Linked DNA regions of Rattus norvegicus: region 2 is linked to region 1. A link is a contact called in public Hi-C data. All regions are on one chromosome and are shown on one strand. Each heading gives the region's core, a stretch centred on a gene start, on an enhancer-like site or on the middle of the called end of the contact. The rest is flanking DNA. Distances are from core to core; before and after follow the strand shown.

Region 1 (4,358 bases), core at 756-3,255:
CCCATCTTGCCTCCACCCCCCTCTGTCCTACACAGAACATAGTGTTCCTCTTCTAGCAGAGAATATTGGGAAAGTTAGCATATGTTTATAATTCAGTCATGATGGAGTAATGGACAGACAGAAGGTTTTTAAATCAAACCCTAGTTCAGATCCTGACTGTCCTTGCAGACAATAGGACTGTAACTGGTACCATATCTACTACTTAGAGCCTCAGTTTGCTCATCAGTAGCATTGGACAAAACCGGTTTCCATATTGGCATCGTTAGAATAATGCTTTTGGAATGCAGTTATGAAGAACCCTAATCAGCCGAATGTAGTGCCCACCTGTACCGGGGCAGGACTTTGTTGTGGGTTCCATGCTAGCTGAGTTCTCTATAGTGAGACTTCTTGCCTTAAACAACGCTGTATGTAACTCTTGCTACGTTACTTCTTTGGGGCCTTTTGGACCAGTGGCTCTTGTCCTCAGCCATTATCTGTGACTCTTACCTCTCTTCTTCTCTCTTTATATTACTCAGACACCAGCACCCAGCAGGACAGCGTCTTTTTCCGAGTCCAGAGCTGACGAGGTGGCCCCTGCAAAGAAAGCCAAGCCAGCCATGCCCCAAGGTAACTCCCAGAGGTTTAGCACAGTGCACAAGAAGGCCTGTGGTGTTTTCCCTGTCTTTCCCTGTCTGGGGTCTGCCTGGAAGAGGCAACAGGGAAGCAGTTTGAGCTTGCCTGTGGGAGTGGGCCCTCAGCATGAGATAGGAGTGGATCTCTTCAGGAGCAGTGACTTGAGTCTTCCCTCTGGGTTTTCTTGGAGCTGGAGACTGTCTGGATCTCCTCGCTCCCTACTGTCTTCTACCCTCCTGCTGGGCTGTGAACTGACCTGGGAGGCTTGGAGGGGACAAGATTTCAGCAGAAGCAAGAAGAGAAAGTTCTCCTAGACTCCTAAATGGAAGCCAGGTTCTGGGAGCGGAGACAGCAAGGCTGGCTCCTAAACGGTTGTCTCTTCCCCGACTCGCTGGGGCTCTTATGTGCTTCTGTCTATGTGCCTGATCTACGAGCCCTTGCACACGTCACCAGCTCATCTCCATCTCAGTGACAGGGTGACCTGCCAGCACTCACACTCCAGCAGATGAGTGATACTGGCTTCCCCTGGCTGATGGGGCCTTGCAGCTTCTGTCATATAATCAGCTGTGCTACAGCTCAAGATCAGAAGTCACTGCCCTATAGTTCCCAGGGTGTCAGCCTTGTCCACAGTGGAGGATAGTGGACCCAGCACTGTGCTGGTTCAATCACTGTGCTACGCTACATGGGGACAGAGGGGTCAGCATTAAGAGGACGTGATCCCGAGGGCCTGGAAGGGACTTCAGTGTCCAGTGCACTTGCCTAGTGTTCCTCTCCTTGCCCTCGCACTGCACCCTGGTTCTACGTCTTGCCTGCTTCTGTTCTTCCCGCTGGTGCTTTTGCCTCTTTCATTGGCTTTATCCCTGCTGTCCACTACAACACAGTGACAGCACCAGAAGGCTTGTCTGTGGAACTGTCCCCCGTTTCTCCCCTCTCCCACCAGAGCTTCCCACCAGCAGTTCACTCAGTTGCCTTGGTCATTTTCTTTAACAGATTCAGTCCCAAGTCCAAGATCCCTGCAAGGTAGGATGCCCCCACCGTGCCCCAACTCTGCGTGTGGCTTTGTTACCGGGTCCCAGTTTCTCTGTGCTTCGTTTCTTCCCTCCCTGGTGGGTTGCAGTGTTGTGTAACACATTTCCTGTCCGCACCTTGGTGTGGCCTCCCTCCAACCCAACCCCCCCCCCCCCAAAGTCCTAGTCTTTGCTCTTTGTCCCTTCCCTTCCCTGCTCAGGATTTTCCTCTCAGTCTCTTCACTGTGTGGCTGTCTCTGGCTCCTTATCTTGGCGGGAGGTGGAGACAGAGGAGGAGCCAGAGCCAGCCCACAGCTCTGGAGACTCAGGGGTGCCAAGAGGGACGGTCCTGGGAAAGAGGGTGCCACCAGCTGAAAGGGGAGTGGCAGAGAGCAGTTGATGCTTCTGACCACTGGCTGCTGTGGGGAAGGGACCACAGCTCCACCCTCCTCTGACCACAGCTCCGCCCTCCTCCTGACCACAGCTCCGCCCTGATTCTCGTCTGCATCTCACCATTGCTTTGCTTCCCTGCCTCAGCTTCAGTACTGCCAGCAGCGTCCCACAGCTCCCGATTCCAGACCAGTGTAGGGTTCCCCCAGGTTTGGTAGAAGAGCAGAGAAAGATGGAAAGAGAGAAACCAGGAAGGTCAGGAAGTGTCTGTCTCTAAAACAAGTCTTTTTCAGGACCTGAAGGGAGGTGGGCTTTGGTGTCGGAGGTCACAGTTTACAGTGGACATTTTCAGTCCGTGAATACTCACGCACACATATCTGCCCATTGACCAAGCAGGTAGACTACTCAGTTACGAGGATCAGAACTTTCTTGTGACTTTTCTTTTTCAAAGAAATACTGGGAATCCAGCTCAGAGCCCCCTTGCATTCTGAACAAGCACTGTACAACTGAGCCCTGCCTGCCGTCTCAGTGTAACTGACATTCACAGTTAAAAGGGCAAGAGCGTCTTCGTTGATGACTGATCCCTAGGGAGGGTAGGAATATCTAAAAAAAAAGACAATGATCTTCTAACTATCAGCTTTCTTTGGTTCTTTTTTTCGGAGCTGGGGACCGAACCCAGGGCCTTGCGCTTCCTAGGCAAGCGCTCTACCACTGAGCTAAATCCCCAACCCCAACTATCAGCTTTCTTTTCTTTTTTTTTTTTTTTTTTTTTTTTTTTTGATTCTTTTTTTCGGAGCTGGGGACCGAACCCAGGGCCTTGCGCTTCCTAGGTAAGCGCTCTACCACTGAGCTAAATCCCCAGCCCCTCAGCTTTCTTTTAAGAAAAGGTTTATTTTTAATTATGTGCACTTGTGTGTGTCTTAGCTGGGGGTGGGGGAATGGATGTGAGTGCAGGGGCCTTGGGAGACCAGAGAGGGTGTTGGATGCCTTGGAGCTGGAGTTACAGCAGATGTGACTGTATCTTTAGTAAGCCACCTGACATGGCTGCTAGGAACTGAAGTCAGGTCCCCTGTGAGAGCACAACCACAACCTCCCCTTAACTATTGCGCTGTCTCTCCAGCCCTCCACTAGCTCTTAATCCTTTCATTGTCTGCCTCCAGTGAAACCCACAGTTTCCTAGAGGGCAAGGCCATTATGCTGATAGAGCAGGGACAGGCTCAGACTCCAGGGAGCTCCTCTCCCCCAAGGGAAGTGGGCTGTGGCAGGCACCTTTAGTCACTTAGCTGGAGAAGAGGGAGGACAGGAGGGAGACCAGGTAAAGAGTGTTCTCCTCTTAGGGCAATTAAGGTGGGAAGGAGGGGTGTAAGGGGAGGGGCTTCCTGCTATCAGTGCCAGTGGCCCTCAAAGTCTTTGCTTTCTCTGTGCTTAAGGAGGTAAGCACGTGAACTCTTGACTTTAAAGCAGGAGGTGGGGTGGGCTTTGTCCCTATCTCTGAAGATGGGCTTATGTAGCATGACACTGGGCTCCGTGTGGGCTCCCCTGGGAGTGTCAGAGCGTCACTACATTGTTTTTTTAAATATTTATTTATTTATTTCATGTATGTGAGCACACTGTCTCTGTCTTCAGACACACCAGAAGAACCCATTACAGATGGTTGTGAGCCACCATGCGATTGCTGGGGGGTTGAACTCAGGATCTCTGGAAGAGCAGTCGGTGCTCTTAACCACTGAGCCATCTCTCCAGCTCCATTATGGCCTTTATCACACAACTGCATCTTTCTCAAGCTATGTAATCCTGGCTCTCCGAGATGATGCAGGACCAACGTCAATGTGGATATCCGGTTCAATTTCCTGGGGCTAGAAAGTATGAGACTGGATTATGTGGCAGCCCTTACTCTAAGGTTCCACATCGTATAGGAACCCTGGCGTGACAGGAAATCTAGGTATTCACAATCAAGATCCTTCTGCCTCGAGAGGCTTACTGCTGGCCAGCACGGGGATTTATTCAGACCTTGATCTTGATTAGCCAAGCTTGCAGTGGAACAGTAGGTTAATATCAGAAGCCTCTGGATGAGATGCATTGCTCTCCCCCAGAGAACACAGACTGTCCCCAATGGCTGGTTTCCTCCACCAGGACATCCAGGGAGTCAAAGGGGAAGTAATCAAGGGCCCTTTTCCTCTAGCTGATGGCTGCATTCCTATAGTCTCTTTGTTATCATCCTAGCCTTCTCCCTGTCTTTGAGATAAGAGTCCCTCACTCTATAGGCCACTGCCTACCTCTATCTCTCGGGTTCTAGGATTAAAAACGTGAACCACTATACCCAGGCTGCTCGGTTAATTAAAGTCTTTC
Region 2 (4,358 bases), core at 1,254-3,753, 43 kb before region 1:
GCAAAGAAGCTCAACTTTAGGGAAGTCTTGGGATTGGTTTGTGGATTGACACTCCATTTAACCGTTAACTTTAATTTGGTTCTTTTGAAACAGTTTTGCCAGTTTAGCTCAGGTTTGTCTTGAACTCACTATGTAGCCCAGGCTGGCCCCAAACTCAAAATCCTCTTGTCTCGGCACCCTGAATATTGGGATTACAAGTACCACCATGGCATGCAGCTGTGCCATTTGAAATAAGTAGAGCTGGGTGTGGTGGTACAAGGTGTGCACTAAGGAGGCAGAGGCAAGCAGGTGTCTCTGAGTTTGAGGTAAGCTGGTGGACAGAGCAAATTCCAGGATGGGTAGGGCTATACAGAGAAATCCTGTCTTGAAAAAGGAAGGAAGGAAGGAAGGGAAGGAGGGAGGGAGGGGAGAGAGAGAGAGAGAGAGAGAAAGAGAGGGGGGGCAGGTAGGCAGACAGAAGGAAGTAGTCTATGGGCTCCTCACGTTACTCAGTAGAAGAGCATTGACAAGCATGTGGAGGGTGGGAGCCCCGCACCACAAAAGAAAAACACGGTTTCTAGCACAGGAAATGGTGAATTTGTTTGGGAGGCAGAATCTCTAGTATCCCACGCTGGCTCTGACCTTGCTAAGTAGCCAAAGATGATCTCGAATCTCTGTTCCTCCTATCTCTACCTGCCAGCTGCTGGGACTGAAAGTGTGGGACAGCACACTCAAGTTTTAAACAAGATCAAACCAGGGCTTCATGCATACTAGGCAAACATTCTACCCAACGAAACGCTGTCTCCAACCCTTCAAAGGAAAAGGTTATCAGAACGCTTTGCAGTATGGAGGAAGGCACCTCAGGCAACTGGAGTCTGAGTGCTTGGCTCAGAGGAATCTTCCTCCACCACCCACTAGTTCAGGGCAGTGACCTTGGGCATGTTACCTAACTTCTATATCCACTTCCCCATCTATGAAATGAAGCAACAGTGGAACCCCTCTCCCCCGCCCCCAACCCCAGACAGACATGCACTGTGCTTAGAGCAGTGAGTCTGGTATCCTAAAACAATTCCCAATCCCTTCAGGGTGCAATGGTGTAATTTTCAATAAGGTTATCACAATATGCTAATTTCACTGACCACTTTCTTATAGGGCAAGCCTGTGCCAGAGACTTCTACATTTAGCCTCTCAGGCGATCTATGGCTAATGATGGGGGACTGAGTTCATCAAGAGAAAGGTAATCGGTTGGGGATTTAGCTCAGTGGTAGAGCGCTTGACTAGCAACCGCAAGGCCCTGGGTTCGGTCCCAAAAAAAAAGCTCCAAAAAAAAAAAAAGAGAGAGAAAGGTAATCACGAAACATTTAAGGAAAGGTAATGGCTGCTCGCTGTTTATGTCACCAACTGGCAGACGTTAGTGAGAAACAGGAGAAAAATGACAGAAGCCAGGGCTTATCTGTGACAGTGGTGCATCAAGGGAACCAGGAGGACGACACAAAATGGAGCTCAGCACTGCTGGTGATGAAAAAATGGTAATGGGGTAGGCCTGGAGGTGTTTTAGCAGGTCTTCCAGAGGACTCAAGATTCAAATCCCAGCACCCACAGGGAGGCTCACACCCCTCGGTGACTCCGGTTCTAGAAGTTCTGATGTCCCCTTCTGTACTCTAAGGGCAAAGTATGCACTCAGTGCATGCAGTAAGACACCCGTCACATACAAATACTTTTCTTTAAGTGGTGAAGTGGGGGTGGGGAGAGCTCTAGAGACTGTTCATTGGTTAACAGCACTTACTACTCTTGCAGAAGACCCAAGTATGGATGCCAGCACCCACTTGGTGCCACCTAACAGCCTGTAACTCCAGTTCCAAGGGATCCATTTCCCTCTTCTGGCTTCCAAAAGTACCAGGCATGCATGTGGTAGACAAACATACAAACAAATCTTTCATCAGCAACAAAATGGTGGTGGGAGTGGGGTTCTGCAAGGCGGGGAGTTGACTTCCAGAGTACATAAGGAGGGCTGCTTCCTTCCAAAACGGAAGTTGGGAATGAGGGCACACATCCGAAGTCATCTCTGAGGAGACTGTTGTAAGTTCAAGACCACGCTGGTCTACAGAACAAGTGTCTATCTCAAAAGAGGAGTGGAGGCCGGGAGGCGGGAGAGAGAAGAAAGAAGAGAAAAAAGAAGAGGGAAGAGGAGGGAGGAGAAGGGAAAGAAGAGGTAGGGCGGGGAGAAGGGGGAAAGGGAGGAGGGGAAAGAGGAAGGGGAAGCAGTGATAGGTTCAAGGTGCAACTCACGTTGGAAAAACTTTGAATCGCCTTAGAGAACTCCCCGCACAGATAAAGCCTCTCGCCCTCTGCCATGTAAGAGGGAAAGGTGCTTCGCAAGTTATCAGCTTCGCCATCGGACATGGTCATCCTGCTTTTGGAAATTTTGAAGCAGATCCAGAAAGGGTAAGAAGCTGGAGAATCACTGGCTTGGTTTGTGGCAGCCGGGTCTCTTAGCAACCCAGAGAGATAGTCTGACTTCCGGTCCCTCCCCTCCCTTGGCGGTGTTAGGAACCCGAGTGAGCCTGCCCAGTGTGCTCATGCGCTTAAGTCGCCACGCTGCACACACCGGTCAGACAAGTGCTGAGCGCGTGGCCAGCGGCTGCAGGGCGGTGGCGCTCCAGAGTGATCGCTGTTGCTTGTGGGTTGCTTCTCCCCACCTCCAGTTGCCACGTGGAAAGCCTCTCGGACAAAGCAAGCCAAGAAAATGAGTATTGGAGGCAAAATTCCAAGTAGGATTAAGGCTTAAGCGCTCCAGGTCCCATCAGAAAGGAGAGAGAATTTTGGACTTGGAGTCAGAGGGCTTGGGCAGCCTTCTCTCTTGTCACTTCCTAGCTGCGTGATCCTTGACCAAGCACATTAGGGAACTGAAAAGTACACGTTCTACCTGCCAAACGGACATGAAAATAATAGAGTCCCCGAGGACATGAGGATTTTCATGAGAACACAATAGAAAGTGTGTTGGGTTTAGCTTTCAATTTCACATATTTATTGAGCACGTGCTAACCAGCAAGTCTAAACTAAGGTCTAGCCTGACATCATTCTCTGTCGATTCGGAGATAGCCCAGTTGTATTAGCGGTCCCTGGAGAAACAGAAACCCGTGCATTCCTAAGGTATCCAATGGCATCCACACTCACATGTGCACAAGCGCACACACATGTTCACACACGTTAAAAAAAAAAAGTAGTACCCCCCAAGTTCCCATAATGCCTTGAATAGCTAGTTCAATTAACTGCCTCAACTATACTTTTTTTTTTTAAAAAGGTCTAGTCCCCAAAGTGATTGTGACTTAATCCAGAACTTTGTCCTTTGTTTTTTAATTTGCTGGTGGGTTTTTGTTGTTGTTTTGTTTTGTTTGTTTTTTAGATTTACTCGTTTTATTTTATATGTGAGTGTTTCGGCTGCATCTATGCGTGTATGTATACTGTATGCATGCTTGGTGCCTATGGAGGTCAGAAGAGGGTATCAGACCCCTGGAATGGGAGTTACATACGATTTTGAGCCACCAGTTGGGTGCTGGAAGTCAAACCTGGGTCTTCTGCAAGAGTAGCCAGTGCTCTTAACACCTGAGCATCTCTCCAGCCCAGAATCACCAGCCTGGTCTCCATAAGAAGATCCAGTTCAGCCCTGGCTACAAAGTGAGTCTCAAATACAAAAACAGAAACAGAACAGAATCCAGCTGAATGGCACACAGTAGGAGCAAAGCAAACCATTTTTAGTCTTTAAAAAAGGCGTCCTTATTGGCAAATGTATCAACACAAATGAGCACAGCATCTATAATTCCAGCAGTTGAGAGACTGAAGCAGGAGGATTGTCACAAGTTCAAAGCTAACATAGGTTACAGAGTGAGTTGAGGGCCAGCCCAAGTAACATAGGGGAGTCTCTGTCTCAAACCACCATAACTGATTACTTGGGAAAATGTGGTAAAATGAGAGAATTTCATTAGTGTCAATTCCCTTATTGCTTTGTTGTAGTTTTAAAAAGTTCTTCAAGATTATCATTGGGGGAAACAATAAAGGAATACCTAACCCAGGTACGGTGGTACACAGACAGTCCCAGGCAAGGGGAAAGAGGGTAGCGTGGAGGTCAAGGATAGCCAGGGCTACTCAGCAAGGCTTTACATCAAAAGGCAAACAAAACCGAGCAAACAAGAAAATTACACAAGAGTTCTTTACATCAGTTCTTAGAACTGCACACTGATCTACAGTTGGATTTAGAAGATGGCTGTCTTTGGGGGGGCCGGGGAGATGGCTCAGTGATTAATAAAAGTGTGTGCTACTCACATACTGGATCAGTGTTTGTTTCCCAGCATCCATGTCTGGTGGTTCACAGTTCCCTG

The links. A called contact is a pair of places that touch in the nucleus more often than the background predicts.
Region 2: a contact with region 1 is called in a Hi-C map of Schwann cells, with 1.8 times the contacts expected there. The contact joins the promoter of Odad4 here to the enhancer-like site in region 1. A contact is called at or near these places in 5 of 12 Hi-C or Micro-C datasets (Schwann cells, hepatocytes, kidney and 1 more).

The regions. Positions count from the first base shown.
Region 1 is chr10:85,935,563-85,939,920 of GRCr8, reverse strand. Acly (ATP citrate lyase) reads left to right here. Exons shown (of 29, transcript NM_016987.2): 13 at 516-606; 14 at 1,603-1,632. Among named protein-coding and RNA genes, the nearest start is that of Acly, 26 kb to the left of the region's middle. Within about 2 kb of position 2,005, at least 5 of the 93 cell types and tissues checked have an H3K27ac peak or open chromatin away from gene starts, as enhancers often do. A contact at or near this core is called in Schwann cells, where this site is marked.
Region 2 is chr10:85,978,585-85,982,942 of GRCr8, reverse strand. It overlaps Odad4 (outer dynein arm docking complex subunit 4), which reads right to left and starts at 2,503. Exons shown (of 12, transcript NM_001107049.1): 1 at 2,269-2,503. The coding sequence starts at 2,388.